Linked DNA regions of Anas platyrhynchos: all the other regions are linked to region 3. Evidence: chromatin contacts called from public Hi-C data. All regions are on one chromosome and are shown on one strand. The core of a region is the stretch at or near the end of the contact, and the rest is flanking DNA. Distances in the headings are between cores, read along the strand shown.

What was found. Hi-C and Micro-C count contacts between places; a contact is called where the count stands out from the background.
Region 1: a contact with region 3 is called in a Hi-C map of subcutaneous adipose tissue, with 2.3 times the contacts expected there. The contact joins the enhancer-like site here to the promoter of LOC101793360 in region 3. A contact is called at or near these places in 3 of 8 Hi-C or Micro-C datasets (liver, skeletal muscle and subcutaneous adipose tissue).
Region 2: a contact with region 3 is called in a Hi-C map of F1 follicle, with 4 times the contacts expected there. The contact joins the enhancer-like site here to the promoter of LOC101793360 in region 3. A contact is called at or near these places in 2 of 8 Hi-C or Micro-C datasets (F1 follicle and liver).

What each region holds. Positions count from the first base shown.
Region 1 is chr11:14,980,713-14,985,209 of IASCAAS_PekinDuck_T2T, reverse strand. It overlaps LOC101793360 (high affinity cAMP-specific and IBMX-insensitive 3',5'-cyclic phosphodiesterase 8A), which reads right to left. Exons shown (of 28, transcript XM_027466406.3): 23 at 1-3,835. The coding sequence ends at 3,726. Among named protein-coding and RNA genes, the nearest start is that of FSD2, 40 kb to the left of the region's middle. Within about 2 kb of position 1,384, at least 2 of the 8 cell types and tissues checked have an H3K27ac peak or open chromatin away from gene starts, as enhancers often do. A contact at or near this core is called in subcutaneous adipose tissue, where this site is marked.
Region 2 is chr11:15,001,387-15,005,863 of IASCAAS_PekinDuck_T2T, reverse strand. FSD2 (fibronectin type III and SPRY domain containing 2) reads left to right here. Exons shown (of 13, transcript XM_013106377.5): 12 at 262-438; 13 at 2,685-4,477. The coding sequence ends at 2,937. It overlaps LOC101793360 (high affinity cAMP-specific and IBMX-insensitive 3',5'-cyclic phosphodiesterase 8A), which reads right to left. Exons shown (of 28, transcript XM_027466406.3): 28 at 4,009-4,477. Among named protein-coding and RNA genes, the nearest start is that of FSD2, 19 kb to the left of the region's middle. Within about 2 kb of position 2,098, at least 4 of the 8 cell types and tissues checked have an H3K27ac peak or open chromatin away from gene starts, as enhancers often do.
Region 3 is chr11:14,814,971-14,819,630 of IASCAAS_PekinDuck_T2T, reverse strand. It overlaps LOC101793360 (high affinity cAMP-specific and IBMX-insensitive 3',5'-cyclic phosphodiesterase 8A), which reads right to left and starts at 1,553. Exons shown (of 28, transcript XM_027466406.3): 1 at 1,422-1,553; 2 at 320-424. The coding sequence starts at 376.

The sequences.
Region 1 (4,497 bases), core at 135-2,634, 170 kb before region 3:
TTGCTTGAATTCCTTCATGTTCATGACACATTTTCTCAAGTATCGTATCAATGATGTGTCTACTGAGACAAGCAGAGACAGCTACCAAGAAAAGCACTGAAACAAAAACCAAGACATTCATTTAATTTTGGGTGATTTTTAATTTATATAGAGCCATTGGGAAAACTAGTATGAAATCCAGATTCAGACCTGTGACAAGTTGGCTACACGCAATAACTCCTTTGTAAAAGGCAGTTATTACCCAGAATTTTATACCTATCCCTTGAAGGGACCAAGATATTCATCTTGGGCAATTTGCTGAAGTACCAACTTTTTTTTTTTTTTTCTCCAGATCATAACAGCTCCAGAGTCACCTGGAAGCAACTAAATTGATAGCCAGGTTTAGCAGCAGTATTGCCTGAATAAAAACACGTAACATGAAAACCAGCTAACAATTCTGAACGGCTCATTTAATGCTCAATTGCTGAACCTTATTCAGTTTTAAAACAAGCTGTAAGATTAAAGCCCCAGAGGTGAATAAAAGAACTCTCCATTATCATGTCTACATTGGAATTTACTCTTGTATTAGCATTAAACCAAGAATAAAGGAAAAGTGTAGACTCTGTATAAGACTGTCTGAAACTGGGAATAATTTTAAACATACTCTTCCAGTTCCAGTGTTCTCCCTTCCATAGTCAAGGACCATCAATACATCAGTAAACTCATGGTTCCTGTCCCCAGCAGAGCTCCATCCCTGGGTGCCAGACTGAAAAAGCAAAAGGGATGTAATCCACTGAGAGACACTCAGTGGGAAGAGAACTTGGGTGAGGATCAGGCATGCTGGTTCCAGACTTTCTTTAATTATAATCTGTCCCTGGCAACAGGAAAATTTAGATGGGCAACAGAATGAACAGAGCTGCATTCAGTGGCTGCAAATTACTGTTTTACATTTAGTGAATTTATTGTACAGCAATACAGGCATAAATCTAGCTGATACAGAGGGCTGATTAGCACAGCTCTACACTCCAAGTAATGGCATTAAAGACGCAGTGTGAATTTCAGGGAATTAATCATATTGTTCACATCTTTTCAGTGATGATGCAGCAGGCATTTTTATAGCAGATTAACTGCTTTCACCGTTCGTTAATACAACCCAGAACAATAACTACGCTTATGAAGGAAGTTTTTTACCCCCTTCCTGAAGGCATTCTCTGGACTCTTATGCTGTTACTTTTCCTCTCATATCCTCTTTGCAGCTCGTTAGTAGAGATATTGAAGGCCTGATGCAGCTTTCCTCTAAAGGAGCCTGAGTAGTTTTTTTTTCCTTGAACTAGGCACAGGAGCCTGCATGCAATGGAAGAGATTAACACCAGGTGGCAAATTACAGCTGATTACAATAGATTCATGTGTATGGAGACACAGTGTAACGCTGCCAGGAAAACAACACATCTGGCAGCTAACTCACCCTCTACTTGCACGTTCCCTTTGAAAAGATAGAGTGGTTTGTTGTTGTTTGTTTGTTTTTAACCTTCAGTAATGATTGTCAAACCCCTGGAAGATCAACGAGGACCCCATACCCTCTATCCAGCTATAATCACTGACATATCGGTATGGTCTGGATGTTCCTAGGCAGGGTCTGAGCCCCACCAGATTTGGCAATATACAAGCACTGATAAAATAAAGGGAATTAGGAAAGGAAATTGCCTGCTGCCCCAACACTTAACCCAGATACCAAGTAGGAAGGGAGAACATACAAACATGGTGAGGGCAGCACTGGCAGAAAGGCACAATGCAAACACAAAGAGCAGTGAGCTACAAATAGTAGCATATCATGAATATCATTAGCTAGGAGATGAAGGAGAAACACAGAAACAGGTAACACCTGGAGCGGTCACCTGTTCCTTTCTTACCTGCTTTAAGGCTCCTGCTGCTGCAGCCCCTGAACTGCTCCATCGTCCACCTCTCCTCAGCTTGTGATTCTTGAGGAATGGTTCAAAACGTCCCTTCTCTAAAATCAGTCAATTGACTCTGAACTGACAATAGTTAACAATTCCTTCAGTGCTTTTGGAGTGGCTTCCTGCCTACTGGAAAGGCTGACAGGATACTCCTTCAGTCCTTCAGTGCAATACAGCATGGCACTGCTTCTAGCTGTGTACAGTGTCTTAAGTGCACAGAAGGGTTTGATGGGTTTGCCAAGGGCAGGCCACAAACAGAGGGACTTGCTAGCCATATACCACCTTTCATCACCCTTATTGCCAATCCAACCCCCTCAACTCCTCCCTTCCCCAGACAGCAGTTATTTTAAAAAGGATTTCATGCATCTGTTCATCTGCAAACTACAAAGTACGTATACATTTCAAATGAAATGGCTAGGACTTTGACACTTCTTAAAATATACATTTTATTATTTTCTGGTGTTTGCTATGAAGGTTTCATTCAAATTGTGAAGGTACACAGCCTTTACAAACTTGTTGAGTTAAAGGTTTTTGTTGGAGGTTTTATGTTCTGTTTCTTTCATGGCAGAGGAAAATACATACGCTATAAAATGTTGAAATTCATTAGATGTTTAGTATTACCTCTTCATATATGCTGTGGAATGCTTTGTAGAAATACTATATAAAATAAGGCAGACTTTGACAGGGAATTCAGTCATAAAATTTCATGGGAGAAAACAAAAAGTTCCAACATATTATTATCTTCTGTAGCCAAGGGAAGATCAGGTGGTCGTCACTGGTTTGTGGGAGAACTACTGCAGTTCTGGTGCTCAGACAGTATACATTTCTTGTTTATTCTACTATTCTCAAGTGAGACCTTTGCAATAAAACTTATTTTAATTAACATAAATCAGACAATATTTAAACATACACATCTATCCTTACAGTGCAATAAAAATGTATCATTGTATAGTATTTTGTATTTGCATTATGAAAATAAAAGGTCTGTACATCAATTAAATGTATATTAATGAGTATGAATCATGTAAATTTGTAATGCATCTAAAGTTGGCTTTGGCTTTTAAGTATTTATAAATTCATAGAAAATATTGAACATCTAACAAAATAAATAAAACATATCATTTTAATCATAGATGCTAACGATCAACCTCAAAAATTCTTGTGTTATTTTTTACATTTGCTACTAAATTTCTTAAAGAGAACTCACTTTCAGTAGTGCTCAGAAGTGAATGATTGCACCTTCTGTGATGTGAAAAAATAGAGTACATCTATTTTTCATAGATCAAAAATTCCTTCATGGAGAGTTGCATTTTAAATGTCTGATTGTTCTACGTAACTGTCTTAAGTGCTTATAAAAAGCATGTAGCTTTCTCATAAAAGCTGTGAGTCACTATTAATAGATATTTCTTTTTCACTTGCGGAATTGAGGATTATGCAAAATCTTCTGGTGAATGTCCTTTTTTATGAGAATTCTTCAAGGTCTTCCAGCTTCACATACTGGTATGAAGATAGCACAAAAACATGTTCACTAATGAACCCTCTTCAGTACGAGTACTGCAGCAATCCAGTGTAATTCCACTTGATAGGCTTATTTCATTGGAGTCCACACATGGTAGTTTGTGGAAGTCAACTGCTGACCTCATGTTCTCTTGAATTTGAAAGTTCCCCAAGTGCACGGGCTAGCCTTACTGTAATACTGAAGAGACCAAAACAAATCTCAAATCACATGAACAAAAGTGAGCTTGAATAAATATGCATCTGGTTAGTAAATTACACACCATAGTCTAATTGCTATTCTGGTGGTGGTGGTCGAAGGCTCCGCAGCTTCCTTTCATCTAGTCCTTTCCAGTATTTAAAGTTATTATCCAGATGCTGCATCAAATTTGGCAGGTCTGCAAATGCTAGGGAAGAAAGGGCAGAGTGTATTTAGTTTGCAGAATTGGAACAGTCACATGATTCTGTCTGCTTAAATATCACTTGAAATGTCTGGGCAACTGCGTTAAGTAGGAAAGCTTAAATCTGTCATACTGATACTTGAAATGTTTCTGGCTTTATAGCTCTCATCACTCACGTATCTTCCCAGGCTACTGAGAACAATTCTGTGAGTCTATTTAATACTAGTAATGCAAGCACCAGCAAAGGGGCGCAGTTTTGCAGGAGGGGCATAACTAATTATGCCTGTAATTACCCTACTTTATCAAATCTCAGTCACATGTCATGATCTGGCATTCAGGAGAGTCACATTTCTGACCACTTTTACCACGGAGGCAGCACTTGGAAGGAAATAGCTGCTCCCCCAAGCAGTTTCCAGACTGTAGAAATTTGTCTTGAAGAGTAACTGATATTAACACAGACAAAATGATTATGCCCAAAGTGCTATCAAAGAGAATGTGTTCTGTTCTCCATTTATAGAGAAGCAAGTTTAAAAAAAAAAAAAAAAGTTAAACTCTGTCTGAAACTAATATATTAAAGAGAAGCCATGAGAATATAGTTTGTAGCAGTATCGAAATACTTTTAAGCAATAATGACACTACTAAGCTTACTTGAACTGTAGAAATCTTCC
Region 2 (4,477 bases), core at 849-3,348, 190 kb before region 3:
CACAGGATGCTATTCTCCCTAGTCCTGAAAGTGCCCAGGGCATTCATTCATACAAAGCTGCCCAAAGATAAAATAGGGTTGGTGTCACAAAGAAACCTGTCAGTTCCTCAGCATGTGGACTTCACTGTCATCAAAAATCCGCGCTGCACTAAGGAAACAACACTATTTATTGATATGTAACATCCAGGTATATTACATAGTTAAACATTTTAAATAGCATTGCAAAGAGTTCCTGCCAGAGCATATTCCTGTCTCTCACAGGTGCATTGGGATCCTGGGCAGTCTGATCCCATTCCCAGGGAAGCATTACTGGGAGGTGGAAGCTGAGGAAGATACAGAGTACAGAATTGGTGTGGCTTTTGAAAACACTCCGAGGCATGGTTATCTGGGGGCAAACAACTCATCCTGGTGCATGAGGCACATCATCACACCATCAAGGTAAGAGCTGTTGGAGGCTACAGGTCTCCTACACAACACCTCCTGCATGTACACCTGAAGACAGAGCAGCAGAGAGCTCAGGCTTGTAGGGGTGGCTGGAGATCTTACATCAAAGCCCCAGCCGAACACTTAACCAGGGGCCTGTGATTATTCCACCATAGGCACTGTAATGCGGTGTTGGATGGATACTGGAACCTTTAAGCACATCCTACTGCTTTATGACATTCTCACATTGAAAGAGGCAGTCCCAGGAACAAAAATTTGAACAGAATCTGCATTACAGAAGTTAGCTATAGGTCACTGAAACCCCAGTGGGAAGACAGCCAGTAACAGATCTATGCCACTTAGGAAGTACAAACCTAGCTAAACCCAGCTGTATGCACCGTGTTTTGACCTCTGTCCTCATGGAGGTACCAGACAGCCACACCTGCACGCAGAAATGCCAGCTTCCCCTTATGCCTCAGCTGGGACTGCTGGCTCTCCCCTGGACAATGACAACTAAATTAACATCATCACCTTAGAATCTCACGGGAGATTCAGGCACCCTGTGAAGGACCCAGGAGCAAGCCTCAGGCATCCCTGAGTAACTCCCATCGCCTGTCTGAACGCCACTCAGCCTGCATGAATTGCCAGTGTGGTGCTGGGACCCCTGAACAGGACACTTGGATGCCACCTGAGAGCTCCGGCATGCACACTGTCAGCAGATGGTAATGATGGCACAGCGTGCTTCCAAAGCTTCCTGTCCTTGCCAGCTGGTACACAGAGAGGTTTTAGATGCAGCTGAGCTGGCGGGAGCACACACTCCCAGGTGCTTGCTGCTCACAACTCCCCAGCCATCGGCCTGCTGCACAACCAAAGTCCTTGACAGTGCTGGCATTTGCCTCCCACACAGCGAGAAGTGCTGCTTAATGAGAGCGACGAAACCCACTGAGGTTAATGACTCTTCCATACACTGCAGGAAGGCTAATTTGATTTGCTTGCTACATTGAGCTAAGAGGTACATTGAGGTTTGCTCTTATTCTTCTGAAGCAATGAGCATGGACTTCAGGGAAGAGAATGCAGAGCCAGGCCATTGCTCAGTTTGAGTCACTGTCATACCCAGCTCTACAGGGAAATTTTCTCAGGTTTGAGCAGTGTGGGTGGAGGAGGTGGTTAGTGAAGAAGCTGGCCCTTGTGAAATACCAGATAACTCACTTTAGCTGAATAAATCTTCTCACTTCAGCTCAGAAAGGCACACGTTCCCATAGAAGTCTCATATTTTTGGTTGCAGCGTGCCACACTAGGGAGAGCAGATTGAGTAACTGCTACAGGACCTCAGCATTACTCAAATGGTGATTGCATATGGAAGAAGAGGGCTACCCTCACGACAAAGCAGCTATGTACAAGTGCACCTTCACGGCCTCCATTAATCCACAGCTCAGGAATCATGATTAAAAGAAGTCACCCTCTAGTAAATGAGGGCTGGAAATTCCCCATCTACACCCCCCTGGCTGAGGAGGGAGCTGTCTTGTAGGAAGAGCAGCCAGAAACGTTAATTTAGAGAACGGGGTTTGAAAAATGAAATCAAATAGTCTGGAGGATGCCGAGCCACACTCTGAGTCAGACTCTGCCCGAGGGATTACACTCCCTCATTGCTGCTGCAGACGTGGGTGTGAGCAGTTCCCAGTTCCTGTGCCTTTGGCAGGAAAGGGGGCTCGGTACCACAGGCCCCAGGGAGCAAGTGGGCAGCACTGCAGGGCCTGGCTGAGTCACCTCATCAACTCTCCTTGGCTGGGCCTACAGCTGTGGAGCTGCAAGGCTGAGGAGCCAACAAGTGGTGCTCTGGGGCAAGCCTAACTGGCCTGAAAGAGCACAGCTCCTTCAGACAGTAAGGGATGACTTCAGATAAAACCTAATAGAAGAGAAAAATTAACATGCTCTGACCTCATCCTTTCCCAAGTGTCTCCACCCAGCCATTTGCAGCCAGCTGGGAACATGAAGTAAAGGCCTGTTACATGGGTCAGGCAGATCTGAGCACTGAGGGATAAGGTTGTGTAGAAAAGTAGCACTCACCTGCAGGTAAACAGCCATTGCTCAGCGCAGGGGCAGGGGCAGTAAACATGGGGCAGGGGCACACAGGAGGGATGGGACTGTCCATAGCACACATGTGAAGTGGAACACCCTGCCACATACCTGCGCGCACAAAGTGCTTCTCTTTGAGAGAAGCAGGGCACCCTTCGGTATTTGACTGTGCTTCTTGCCTACAGGCACAAATATGAATTCCTGCACAGCGGGATGACACCAGACATCAGAATTACCATTCCCCCCACAAGGATTGGCGTCCTGCTGGACTATGAGAACTACAGACTGTCATTTTTCAATGCTGATATTGCCCAGCACCTTTACACGTTCAATTCACACTTCCAGCATTACGTCCACCCCTGCTTTGCTTTGGAAACACCTGGTATCCTACAGATACGTACTGGCATTGCAGCACCCCCATGGACAGCCCTCCCATAAACTGTGTTCCTCTGCTGCCAAACCTACATATAGCATTGCGAAATGCCCTTTTTCAGCATTAACTGCTCAAGCACACTCCCTATAAACCAGCTCTCTCCTAAGAAGGATGGCAAAATAACCCTGACCCAAACAAGCTCCCAGGCCTAACCCTTAGACAATTCCTCTCATCTTAGGCAGGATCTCAGTAGAAAAACATTAGTCAGAAGATCCATCAGCATCCTGGAGCTGTTCTCCAAATCACTGAGGGCTGAAACGACTCCCATCCTTCCCACAAGTGACACTGTTACCAAGCAGCACTGGCAACTGGATTACTGTTTCCCCCAGTACCCATTTATGCTTGGGGAACTCCCTTATTCCACAGCAATCGTAAACTCCACTCCTGTGTCTGCTGAAGAGCTAAAAATTAAACGAAAAACAAAAATAGCAAAATGCATAATCACTGTACAGCTGCTAGACAGAGCTGAAAACACTCCAAGCATGAAGCTGATCTCACAATCAAGTATTCTCGCCACTACACAGTCTGTGACACGAGATAATCAAAAACGCCTCCCTTGTGTGTGAACTGTTAGTGCATACCATACGCAGTAAGTGGATTGAAACTGTGAAGCTTATTGAAATACTCAACCATGCCCTAGTCTCAAATACTTTAAATAAATGAGAAGCATTCTGTAAGAATGCTTTTTATCAGGGAAAACGCAAAACCAAAACCAGATGGAGGTGTTTTGCAGTGACTGGTTGCCAGTCTAAAGCACCTTTTTTTTTTTTTAGCTTTTTGTTTGTTTGTTTGATGGCCATGCTCATCCCTGCCTTGGTATATCCTGCATACTCATAGATTTTTCCACCCCCTCAGCACTGAGAACTTTTGACCTTTGATGCCATGTCCCAGAAGCCTAGGGGCTGCAGTGTAGGCTGGAAGTAGCAGTCCAGTACTCAACTGAAATGTCCTTGTTCAGACTTCATTTCCAGACACGAGACAGGCACTACCCCTAAAGCAGGCTGTCCTGCTCCAAACAGCCTCACTTGTGGATGTCAAAACTACCTGAGTTCAATCAAGACTCACTAACACAGAAAGAAGCTTTTCCATAAATTTATTGTACGTTCATTACAAAAACCATTGGTTCGAAATTTCCATTCTAGGGGTTAGTCAGGAACAGGTAGTCCCTACAACACACAGGGTCCACATGAATAAACAGAGCCTGGCAAAACTTAAGAGACTTGGTGTAAACTGTGTGCCAAATGCTTGTCTGTTCTTTCCTATTTGGCTGAGAGAAAGAAGAAATGTGTCTCTCCAAAACAGGCTTTGCAGAAAAACATGTGAACAGGAGCTGAATACGCTGCTACGGCAGGATTAGTCTCTTGAGTATCGATTTGTTTTGCAAGCCACAAAAGAAGGTGGGTTTAGCAACACTGAACTATGCAAGTATAGCTTCATAGCCTACCAGGAAGTCACAGATTTCCAAGGCAGAAAGGGTTGTTATGATTACCTTGTCACACCTCCTGTGAGGCAGTCCAGAGAAATTTCAGTTGCTGTTTCTTGCAG
Region 3 (4,660 bases), core at 304-2,803:
ATACTTCCACAAGTTTCAAATCACATAGAGATAGAACTCCAAAAGTAGCTACTGTCAGTCACAGCAAAATAGGTGCATAAATCCAGGTCTATATACTGTCTAAAAATTAATCTGTCACTGTGGTGAACATAAAAAGATAGAGGCAAGATAGGGTATGTAAAACAGGGTTGATGGAAAACCATACACCATACTTTAGATGGGGAAGGCTACCTAAGATTTAAAAAACACTTATTGCTCTTCTGAAGCAAAGCTGAGTCTGAGGTCCCTTAACTATCATCCATGTAGATTACAGATAGACTAGCATAGCTGAGGGTGTTACCTTAGTCTCTGCCAGTTCCTCCTCCTGCTTATCCCTGCCAGCTAGAATCACTTTCATGTTATCCACTCTGGGTCTCAGCCAAATAGCTTCTCCCTCTCTCTTGTCCTGCAAGACATAAAGTGAACAGAGAGATGGTATAAAGTGTTATAGAGCATGCAGTGGATTTGCTAGACTATTTTTTTTGTAGGGCTGTCTAATTCGTCACACTACCAAGCTTATGAAAATACCATTCCAGTAAGAAAACATTTGGAAAGTTCTGTTTCTCATTCATACATCTGACTTCACCAACACATAAATCGTGACAATTTGCTATAAACTAATGAATGAACCACTTAATTGGGACATCACTCATTATCATAGAACTATTTCCTGTCTGCTCAATTAAGCTCTGAGAATGCTCTAGCATATGCGAAGCAGAAGCAGATACTCCTGGGAAGTGATAAATGCCAGAGGCCGAGGGGCATCCTGACAGTTTCAGCAGAGCTAAACACACTGGGTCTCACCCTAGCAAGAATGAAGAGCCCCTGCAACTCTGGAAGGCTGGAACAGGGAATTCAACTCTGGCAACATAATTGACTAGCAGAAATATTTGTGGATCCAACAGTCTAATTCCCACCAGCAGCCCATAAAGCAAGACAAATTCCTTTTCCCCAGTGGACCTAACTTTTGATTTAAAAAACCAAACAAATTTCATATGGAATTGCACATACATCAGCCTATGCCTCTTAAGCATCAACATAGGAGTTGCAGTGCTACCCACCAAACTTTGCTGTTTGTGCTATTAATCAGATGGATACCAAAAGTAAAACCAAATGACAGTATTTTGAACTAGACAGCAGGAAGATTCAGGAGTAATCAACACCAAGAAACAATCACATTCTGCTAGAACAGGCACAGCCTACAGGAACTGACTGGAGAAAACCATTCTTTCCCTTCTGCCCTCTAATTAGGGAAAAAAAGCTCTCCTTCCCCTACTTTGTATACCAGCACTTAGCATTCCCAACCACAAACGACAGATACAAGTACATTGCAAGAGGCTACCCCCACCTTCTTTCTACATCCTCTCTGTTTTGGCATTGGTACCTTAAGAAACATATCTTACCAAAAAACAATAGACACAAAGAACTGTTATTGCAGGTATTTACACAGATGCAGCACATGGCTTCCTGTAACCAGCGAGCCTACTGCAGCCAAGTTTCAGAAGCAAAGTGCAAGGGAAATCCTAGCCCTCCAGAACCACTGCCTGGAGCGTGGCTGGCTAATTCCCTGCAGCTGAGCTGAGCCCACCCTGAAAATCTCTCTCTGTAGATTTGGCAACTGATTTATCACCTTTCCTTAAAGCTTCCAGTCAAGACTATGTTTCTAATGATTCTTTTGACACCGTCTATTGTGAATACCAATTATTTAAGGCCTTCTCAGACTGAAAAATTATGAAAAATTCAAGTCCAGCCCATGTTTAATCTACTTTATTTACATATATAAACTGCAGCCTGGAACAGAGGTGGTCAAACACCATCACGCCTGCTTCCTCCATCTCACCCAATAGCAAGGCCTGTTGCCCACATGTAATTTGGCCTCCAAAAATTGCTTGTAATTGGATATCAAAGCAGAAACCAAGCGCTCCTGTTTCTCACCATGTGTTCCTATTTCCAGGGTCTTGTCTAACCAAAACCAACTGTGACATGGGCTGACCTCCCTCTCTGCAAGAATAAAAATAACTTGGAAGATTATAAGTATCAACGTTATGTGGTGGCATCTACCAGAGCAGTATTATATATCATGTTCCCTTCATCATTCCTCTTAAGGTTTTGCTGTCTCTGCATCACTCCCTCTTGAATGGGCTACTGGGGAAAATGCTGATTCTCATCAGCATTTTTCCAGTTCTTCCACCATAAAGAAAGCCTACTAGAGCTTTAAAATATACTTTTTTTTTTTTCTTTTTTTTTTTTTTTTTGTCATTGCGTTGTTCACTTCATAGATTCTGTCCTATAGCAGCATAATCATATCTCTCAATAGCACTGGTAAGACAGAAGAAAGTGTAAGAAATGGTAATTCTACATTTGGTTATACAGAAGTGCGTATCAACCCCAGGGACATTTGTAAGCATACTTGTGAATACATTTGCATATGTACTGTGCACTGGTGGGAAAATATTGCAGCTGCAAGAGAGACAGAAACTTTGTTCTCTCTGGTCTTGTGCTGCAGGAGACTTATACAGGATCACAAAAAGTCTTCAGCACTTTTGCAAACTGAAGCAGTTTCCAGGCATGTATTGTTTAACCATCGCTACACTTCATGGAGTACTTAAGCATGGTTCGCTTTTTCCTTATGTGGAAGTAAATTGGCTAAGTGACCAGCCAAGGTCAGTCAAGGAGACAGATCTGAGAAGGTCTCAAAAATATTCACACTACCAGATCCTCTGTCCCTAAATGATGGTAGTAACACTTCTTTTTGTCAATACATCTCTCCTAGGGTGTCTCTGCAATCTCTATTCTGATGCCACTGCTGAAACTGAACAGAAAGCTTCTGGTTATATGGAAAAACTCCCCTGCCTTCCTTGTTGAAGGAAACATGAGTTAGAGGCAAATCTATTCAGCCAAAACCTCCAAGGATGAGGTAGAAGAATATGTATTACTAGCAGAAAACAAAAAACAAACAACTTCAGAAGCATAGTGGTGGTTTGCAGGCTGAAAGACTTGCTACTGTGTGAGCAGTTTAAGGTTAAAATATATATATATTTTTATAAAGGATAAGCAAAAAGCTGGGAAAAAGCTGATGTTCATTTTTTTTTTTTTTGCACCTAATTTGGTGTTTAATAACATCCTTTTCTAAAGTCCTACCAGACATAATCAAGGGAACTATTAATGGAAAAGAAGAATTCTGATCCTTTGAGACTATACACAGATTTTTAAACACAGTTCTGCTTGCCCCAAAGCATACGAAGCAGGAGAAATTCCATCTACACTGCGTGTTAACTTCACCTAAGTAAAACAACAAAATGCATATGAAAGAAAAATGGTACTAATTGTTGAAGTTGCTCTTCATCTAAGTACTAGAACTAAGACTAAAGCTTAATTTCACATTAGCAGCTTTCAAATCTATTTTTAGGCATGGCCTAAATAGGAAAGCATTTCCTGTTAAACTAGAAGCCTGAACTCCCAAGTCAATATGTTTGTTCGGCTGGGTTGGTTGTTTCTGCTTCTGAAAATGAGTTGAAGAAAAAAATCAGCAAGACACATTCACAGGCCTGCTGTAAAGACAGCTGTGTTCCAGCGTTAGGGATCATGTATTTGTCATCAAAGTAAAGATTACTGCACTTTCTTTAAGACCCAGAACATGTGAGCCTTCAGAAGATTGAAACAGGAGTACAGGGTTCCACAGAAATGCATCACATGCCTAAAAGGAAACATCCCACAGGCAACAGAGTTTGTGAGAAACACGGTGATTGAAAAAAAAAAAAAAAAAAAAGAATTTAGCATTTTTTCCTTCAAACTTAAAATATTGTGTTTAATACAAAGGGTGATCTATAGCCCTTGTTTTGTTTTGAGCCATTTGCTTTTTACATTCCTCCCAGATGGGTATAAACAACTACCCAAGAATCCTTGTAATTTTTCAGTCATCTTCACCATTGGATACCAATGCTTTAATTAAACGCTACAAATCAAAACAGGATGGTAACTGAAAAAAAATTTACAGAGCTTAAGCATTTGTTGGGGTCTAAAACTCTTAGTCAAACATTGGATATAAACGTGTCTTCAGTGTTTTCTCCTGTGATGTCAAAATCTCTAGTCTACACTAGTTTTGAAGGAGCTACCTTCATTATTGGAATAAACTGGTAGAAAACTTCATAGACAGGCCAGCCACCCCACCTATTCTTCCTTTCCTATGGCTCTAAAGAACATGAGAAACAACTTATCACATCAGAGTAGACAGCAGCACGTTTTCCATAGAAAGAGAACATTAAGGTCAGTGCACATGCAGCACCTTTATCACTGGCAGGTCAATCACAATTATTGTGTGCGCATGGGGGGGAATCGTGCTTACAATTGCTTCAGAAAAGTATACTGAGATGAAGTCAGAGCATCTGTAATGTTTACATAAAGCAGCTTTCAAGTAAGGATCACATATAACAAGATATGAAAGTAGTCTCCATCATCCTGGATGTATCAGAGGTACTTGTATCCAGCTATCACTCCACATTTGTCCAAAGCTTTCAATGCTTTCAGCTGTATCGTGTGATACCTTATGTTATGCACAAATATATAGATATCCACTTCAGCACTAGAGCATGCAGAACAATGGCAAAAGAATGCCTTGGAATGCATGCCCCTCTACCCAGCT